Regions from separate parts of the Rattus norvegicus genome. Here region 1 is linked to region 2. The links are chromatin contacts, called in public Hi-C maps. All regions are on one chromosome and are shown on one strand. The core of a region is the stretch at or near the end of the contact, and the rest is flanking DNA. Distances in the headings are between cores, read along the strand shown. Region 1 has its middle 63 kb from the start of Rell1. Region 2 holds the start of Rell1 (RELT-like 1).

Evidence for each region. Hi-C and Micro-C count contacts between places; a contact is called where the count stands out from the background.
Region 1: a contact with region 2 is called in a Hi-C map of Schwann cells, with 6 times the contacts expected there. The contact joins the enhancer-like site here to the promoter of Rell1 in region 2. A contact is called at or near these places in 5 of 12 Hi-C or Micro-C datasets (the A7r5 cell line, Schwann cells, kidney and 2 more).

What each region holds. Positions count from the first base shown.
Region 1 is chr14:44,733,504-44,737,146 of GRCr8, reverse strand. No RefSeq gene overlaps it. Among named protein-coding and RNA genes, the nearest start is that of Rell1, 63 kb to the right of the region's middle. Within about 2 kb of position 2,261, at least 11 of the 93 cell types and tissues checked have an H3K27ac peak or open chromatin away from gene starts, as enhancers often do. A contact at or near this core is called in the A7r5 cell line, where this site is marked.
Region 2 is chr14:44,670,577-44,674,445 of GRCr8, reverse strand. It overlaps Rell1 (RELT-like 1), which reads right to left and starts at 2,150. Exons shown (of 7, transcript NM_001113776.1): 1 at 1,989-2,150. The coding sequence starts at 2,076. LOC100911506 (a long non-coding RNA gene) reads left to right here and starts at 2,240. Exons shown (of 2, transcript XR_146284.6): 1 at 2,240-2,566.

The sequences.
Region 1 (3,643 bases), core at 1,012-3,511, 63 kb before region 2:
AAGTGTGGGGATGTCGCTTGGTTGGTCAAGTGCTTTTCTTGCATGTGCAAAGCCCTAGGTCCCAGTCCAAGCATCGAACAAAACCATGCGGTATACACTTGTTATCCCAGCACTCAAGAGGCTGAGGCAGGAAAGATCCAAACTTCAAGCTCAGGTCTGTAGAGGTGGCTTAGTGGTTAAAATGTGCACTGGTCTTCCACAGGTCTCAGCACACACATCAGCGCAGCTCACAGCTCTAAGTTCTGGTCCAAGGGATCTGATGCCTCCATAGGAGAAAGCACTCACATGCACATAATCACATGCAGATGCACACACATGCAAATAATTTAAAAATAAATATTTAAAAATTCAAGGTCATCCCCAACAACATAGCTAGTTTAGGGCCAGCCTGAGCTTAGATGACATCCTTTCTCAAAAAAAGAGCGATGATGAGGAAAGAGAAAACTCCAGAAAAATACATTTGATCTCCAGGTTATAATCAGAATATAATATTCCTAAAGCTAAAGAAAAGGATAAACGTAGTCCTCAGACATATATGCAAGGAGGATTTCTTAAGTTCATGAGAGTTGATGTATGGTCTGGGGCCAGTTGAGATGCTCTCCCTGCCTAAAACGTTGATGACTGAAGAGCAACCAAAGGTTTAAACTATGAATTTGCAAATCCATGAGTCCCAGACTCATAAAGATTTTCATGACATCAGCCATAAGCCAGGTGACAATCTAGCAAAAATGGATGTCATATTTAAACTATCAATTATTTATTTATGACTTATTTGTAGCAAGATGAAATAACTATATACAGACTACTTCAAAATCATTTGCTGGGATAGATGGCTATTGATTGAACTATTGACTGCAATCCTCTCCATCAGTTGTGTCTGTGAGCAAATCCTGCCGGTGCAGACTGAGATCCATCTCTCCAGTCACATCATGTGTAAAGCGGAGGCAATGGCCAGGCTTCCCCATGTATCACGAGACCACACTGAGGCACAAAGTGCTTCTCGCCTGCCCACCTCTTGGTAAATCATCACTATTAGCTGTCTTCTGGTCACTTGGCTAAGGTGACTGGCTCACTTTCACACGTCACATTCAACATCTTCTTAGTAACTAAATCTTAGCTGCTACACACGAAAGCGCTCCGAACCACTTCTGACAACATTCATCTCTAAAGTGACAAACCCTTTCCCACCCACATCATCAGTTATCACCCAACATTAAAAATACAACCCAGAGGCACTTCTCTTGAACATTTATCCCACTCAGAGGCTCATGCCCACTTACACTTTTAGGTCACATTGCCCCTGAAGTGAGTAGCTTGTTAAGATGAATCTTTTACTGTTCCTTAATTGACATGTAACCAGGTTGAGGGCTGGTGAGACCTTAAGAGATCATCAGGTTATGGAGGCTCCACCCTCATCAACAGCCTGTTTATTTCTCAAGTAACAGTATCAGATCTGGAGACAGAATAAAGGAGTGAATTGTGTCTTGTGGGGTTGCATTGGCTACCCTGATAGCTGGTCACCCTGGAGTTTTTCCTCTTCTCCAATCTTCCTCTGCTCGTCTCACAAACCCTCCCACTACAGTGATGGTGCACCTGGCGTGGTACAGGGACCATTAAGAGCTTCATTAAATGTGGATGCTAAGCTTAACCTCCCACATTTGGGACCAATTAAGCCTTTTATCCTTCTAAACTATTCAACCCCAGGTTATTTTATTTATAGCCATACAAAATAGTGGCACCAGTAGCCACTAAAATGGCGGTGCCCTCTGGGAATTTATGGGCAACTATGACGGGCATCATGTTTTTGCATGCATTTTCTACTCCTTAAAAACACACAGGGGGATCCCTACAGCAAGCTGGATAGCTAGGCTAATGAAATCAGTGATGTCTGGTTTAGTAAGAGACCCCAATAAAGTAGGGAGAAATTTAAGACTCTCAGTATTAACACAGGCATACACATGCATGGGCCACACACAGTTCTCTCTCTCTCTCTCTCTCTCTCTCTCTCTCTCTCTCTCTCTCTCTCTCTTTCTCACTCATACACACACACACACCACACCACACATTCACATACAAAAGTAAACAAACAAGTAAAGCTCGAACAGTGGCTCAGGAAAATGCTAAACCTCGAAGAAGCCAAGAGCCTGGCTCCCAACATACAACACAAATGACAGAGCTAAGGCTCAACTCTGTATGGGAGGTCACGCTATCTCTGAGTCCCAACTGCTTAGTCACACCCTTTCTATGACAGCATTTAGGGCCTGCGGTTTCCTCCACAGTTCAACAGTCATTCCTGCCTTCACCTGAGTTCACCAGGACAGGTGACTCATACAGTAAGGAAGTATTTGACGGGAAAAAACAAGATAGACCGACCGGATGGGGTCAGGGGAGATCAGGAAAAAAAAACCCAAACTTATTCTTTTACTCACATTAGCTAGCTAGTGATATCCTTTAGTTTTTAAAGATTTATTCGTTCTGCCAACACATCATGGGGTCTCTGCACACCAATGCCTGACAAGTATTACTGCATCAACAAATGGCCTGACCATCCCCTGCAGTTTCTAATCCAACCAGAAGAGGGAGACAAAGTGCTATCTCAGTATATGGTGGCTGCTCAGAGGCAAACACTTGGCTCCAAGTTGTGAGAATCTGAAGTGTAAGCACAAGGATGGCCAGCAAGATAGACTTGAGAAGGAAATGCAGTAGTATGCAAAACCATGAACAGTTCTCCACCCCTGAAACCAGAGACCAGGGCAGCCAGACTGGCCATGGTTTGCCACATTCCCAACACTGACAAACATGAAAGCTAAATGAGGTCCTGGCACCCCTAATCTGCATCACATGCATACCCCGAAAGTCTGAGTCAAAACAAAGCATGCCACCCCAAGTAACCCCTTTTGGCTATGAAGTGAGGAATCCAGGGAATTTCCAGGATCTTCCCTAGTGCACACATTCCAGGTTTCTACTTTTCATGGGGTAAAACTTATGTCAGCTTTTCCATTTCTTCGACTTATGTGGCACTAATATCTGCACACACTCCAAAGTGTGACCCAAGTAACCAGTTTTGTAGACACCCAGAGCCCAGAAGCAAAAAGAGTTGAGTGTAGTACATGTTCTGTTAGTACAGGCGGCTCTCCTGGGGTAGTTTCCAAGTGTATGTATGCCTGCATGGAACAAAAAGTCATTATATAATGAGTGGCATTTCCTTCAAGTTGAAAATAACATAAGGTTAAAATGAATGCCATGGAGCAAGTACGGAGCCAGAGGTATCATATGGGCTTGGACTCAACACACAGAAACACAAACATGTGCACTTAGATATGGGTTACTCTACAGAGGGCAGAGGCTGCCACGCCCAATATCAATGAGCACAGCCTGTGTCCTCATTCCAAAAATACCATTCTCCAGTAAAATTACTTAGGACCCCTTAGAGAAGTAGTTGGTCCTGAGACTGGGGTGTTGAGGTGCGCGGTCTGTTGCTATGTGTTGTAATGCTTAAGTGTGTGTTGGGGGGAGACCTGGTTGTCCCAGAGAGTCCCCACATAGACCCAAGTTATTTCTGATTAGTAAATGAAGATGTCTACAGCCAATAGCTGGGCAGAACTGAGATAGGCGGGGACTTGGTGTTCCTGGTGGCTTTGGA
Region 2 (3,869 bases), core at 901-3,400:
CAGATGACTACTACACGCTCACGATGGGACATCGGGGCATCTTAGAACTCTTACAATTTAAGTCAGGCTGCTGAGGTTGACTTAGCCTCTATTTTGTCTGGGAAGCAGTGAGGCAACAGTAGAAAGAAAAGGAATTTAAAATCAGGCAGGCTGCATTCTCATTCTCTCACACTCTGCTCCCTACCCCCCACCTTTCCTTATCCAAGGCTTACTGATACAATACCTATGGTAATGACAAGCCTCAGTCGCTCTACAGAAACAAACACATCTTGGGTTATGAGGAATAAGTTCTAAAATACACATGAAGCGCCCACCTAAAGCACACAGCGGGCTGGCACAAAGCGGGCTGTCTACATGAGTTCCCAGCTCTTTCTTCCTACTTCTGGGCTTCAAGTCCCAAGAGATTGATGTCCACCGTTCCAAGCTCTTGATACAGGCCTCAAAGCCTGCTAGCAAATCTGAACTTCTATCCTTGCCATCCTCCATACTTCATTCTTTTTAAGCATTAACTCTCACCCCAAAAAGGTTACTAATAGCATGGCTAGGTAGGACTTTCTTCAGTCACACTGCAGACTCGGATGTTGTTCAGAAACCCAGCAAAACATACAGCTACTCTAGGAGTGGATTTCTCCTGATGGCTGATTACATGCCTCACTTACTAAACTGTAACAATCTGGATCCCAGGTTAAGCATTTTTTTTTTTAATTTCCAAACTCTGCAACAAGTGATACCCCAATACCTGCACCCCTCAATCTACTTTGAACCTATTTTGTACTGACAAGTCCCAGCAAAGAAACACAGAACACACAGGAACATCTCCCATCCAATAAAACTTGTCACTAGCTTCCCTTTCCCCTAGGTAGATGGCTGAAGGAAATGTGGATCTGCTAATAAATACTCAGGAGACACATTTTCTATCTATCCTTGCTAGCATGTTCTGGTTCCTAAGAAAAGTTAAGGCCAAATGATAAGCCAGTTTCAAAGCTCTAAGTGACTAGAACGTTCTCAGAAAAGAAGAGCAGGACGTTTACTTTATAGAGGAAGGCAGTCGCTGTTGGAAGCTTCCCAGCTGCTTATTATTTGAGCCTGAAGAGGAGCCACCCCTGAAGGCAAGCTTGGCAGAGCCTGCTGACGTAAGAATCAGCCTGTGGTAACCCCAAATGGCCAGGAAGGCTTAACTTTTTTTTAACGTACTTCAGTGAGGTGGCAATTAAGAGGGGGAAACAATTATTAAGAATCCCTGGTGTGTGTCTTATAAAAACAGGAGCACCAGGCAAAGGCTTCCTTAAGTAAAAGGTAGACCTCTCAGATTTCAGTTAGAAGCTCCCGCTGATGGCTTAGTTGAAGACAACACTCAGCGTCTTGGCTGGTGGCTTCCACCCGGACCAGAGTTTCCTTTTGTGATGACGGGCGATTTGATACAAAGAAAAAGCAGTATACATTATAGATGTCCTTTCCTCTTTCCCGGCCTAATTTAACCAGCATATATGGGGAGAAGTGAGAAAACCCCGACTTACTAAAGGAATCCATAACCACCTGCAAAGACTGGTACGTTCAAGGCTTTAATATAATGGAAAGAAGAAAATAAAGCGAGAAAAGAGGCTGTAAGGCAGAACCCGGTCCCGGGTGTCAAAGATCTTCGGCCGGTGAGGCCTTTGAGGACCAGGACAGTAGAAAGGGGTCCACGGCTGGGGAGAAGGCACCCCAGGAAAGCAACATCCCGCCGTTCTTAGAAGTGACGGGAAGGGAAGGCGGGATCCCGGCAGGCGGGTGGGGAGGCACTCGAGCAGTGCTGCGCGCCGCACCCGGCCCGGGCCACCCCGGGACACCCAGATGTTCAGAGCCTGATCCGGTAGCAGAGCAGGGCGTGCGCAACTCAGGGCGCGGCGGGGCAGTGGGCTCGACCGGTCCGGACCAGTCCACCCCCTGGCTCCCTTCCGTACGCAGACCCAACTCAGTAGGCATCCCGACCCGGACCAAGCACTCACCCGGGGCTACCAGCGGCGAACTCACAGCGCCTCCCACGAACACCGAACCAGCAAGCACAGCAGACCCCAGGAGTCCCCACGGAGCCATCGCCGAGTCCCTCTGTCCTTCTCGCCCTGGCTTCGACGTCCCGAGCCCAGGTAGAGGGTGAAGCTCGAGGGCTGTCCGGCCGATTGAGCGCAAAAGCTCGGCCCCGAGAAGCCCCTACTCGCTCAGCCTGGCCCCGCCAAGGACCCGCCCACCGCGCGGAAGCCCCGCCCCTGCTCGCCGCACCCGAGTCCCCTAAAGCCTGGACCCGCCTCCGCACGCACAACCCTGCCCGGGAGTCCAGGCCGCGCCTCTCCTGTCACTCCCCCTTCCCCTCAAAACCCTTGGGTCGGCGTCTGATGCGCGCCTAAGCCGTGGCCCCGCCCACTGCTGACACTCTCCGCCTCCTCTGTTGGGCGGGCTAACCCTGCCCAGAGATGTGGCGACTGCGCGGGAGCCTCGGGCTGGGGCGGGTTGCTCCTTCTCCAGGGTCCTGGGACGAGACGGACGTGGAAGAGGAAGGCAGGGAAATTAGGGCAGGAAGCCCAAGAGGGTGAGTCTGAAACTCCCAAGGCCGGCAGTTTCAGAGTGGCGGGATGGTTTTTTTTTTCTCTACTGGAGTCTTTAGCTAGTTAATTAACCTGGGTTAGTGGTCTAGGAAGGAATGCCACGTTCAAAGTCATGTTTGGTTGTTTGAAAATTAAGGATAATTGATGAAAAACTTTTAATTGTCCCCATACCATTCTGTCTAAACTACTTCTGTTGAGGAACACATTCCCACACGCTTCCAGGAATAACTTACAGGGCTTTTATTTTATTGGTTGTTTGCTTGAGTTGTGATTGGGTTTTGTTTTAATCATCTTGCAAACATTCACCTGGAACAGTTCTTCAAATTGTCCTGTCATTTCTGTCCTCACGTTCTCACATCAGCCCTGTAAGGTGAGTATTATCCCCATTTCAGGGGCCAGGAAGTGAGCCCACGATGTCTGGGCTACCTGGGCCACCATGCTCAGTATAATTATCTCCAGTGTTTGCTCATGGCTTTAATCTCAGCACCTGGCTCAAGGACAGCACGCACTAAGCATTCATAAGTTAAAGGGGAATGAGCCTTTTTCTGAATAGCTTCAGTTTAACCAACCAATAGCTTCATATTAACTAAACCCTGGAGACTACACACACACACACACACACACACACACACACACACACACACACACACACACACACACACACACACACACATATATATATACGCGGTCCTTAAAGCCCAATCTTGATGGATATGAGTTGAATGGAGGGTGAGTCTTCAGCTCCTTCTGTAGACTGACTGGCTGGTGGCCTCTAAGTTTGAAGGGGGAGTTATTTCTCCTCTCTAACACCCTCCACCCTTCTGTTACAAACATCACTGATGTTTTCCAGAGAGAGAAACTACAGGTAGCTGAGACTGAATGTCGGAGACCCTACCCTTAAGCCAAAGAAGGAACTATGGGTCCTGCACCCCGTTTGTGGCACATCCTGTAGTCTGACAAACATAAAAGAAAAGTCTTTTCTACTTTTATATCGAAGAGAAAGCTTGAGAAGAAATGCAAACCAAAGATGTACTGGCTGGGTTTTTTGTTTTGTTTTGATTTGATTTTTTTTTTCAACTGTCAACTGGACAGAAACTAGAGACATCCGAGAACCTCTTCTCGTCAATTAGGAAAATGTCTCCCTAAGATCAGGTTGTAGGTAAGCCCGAGGACATGTTTCTTAATTAGTGATTGATGGGTAGGGCCCAGCCTATTGTGGTTTCTGTAAGAAAGCAGGCTGAGCAAGCCTTGAGGAGCAAGCCAGTAACCAGCACTCCTCCATGGTCT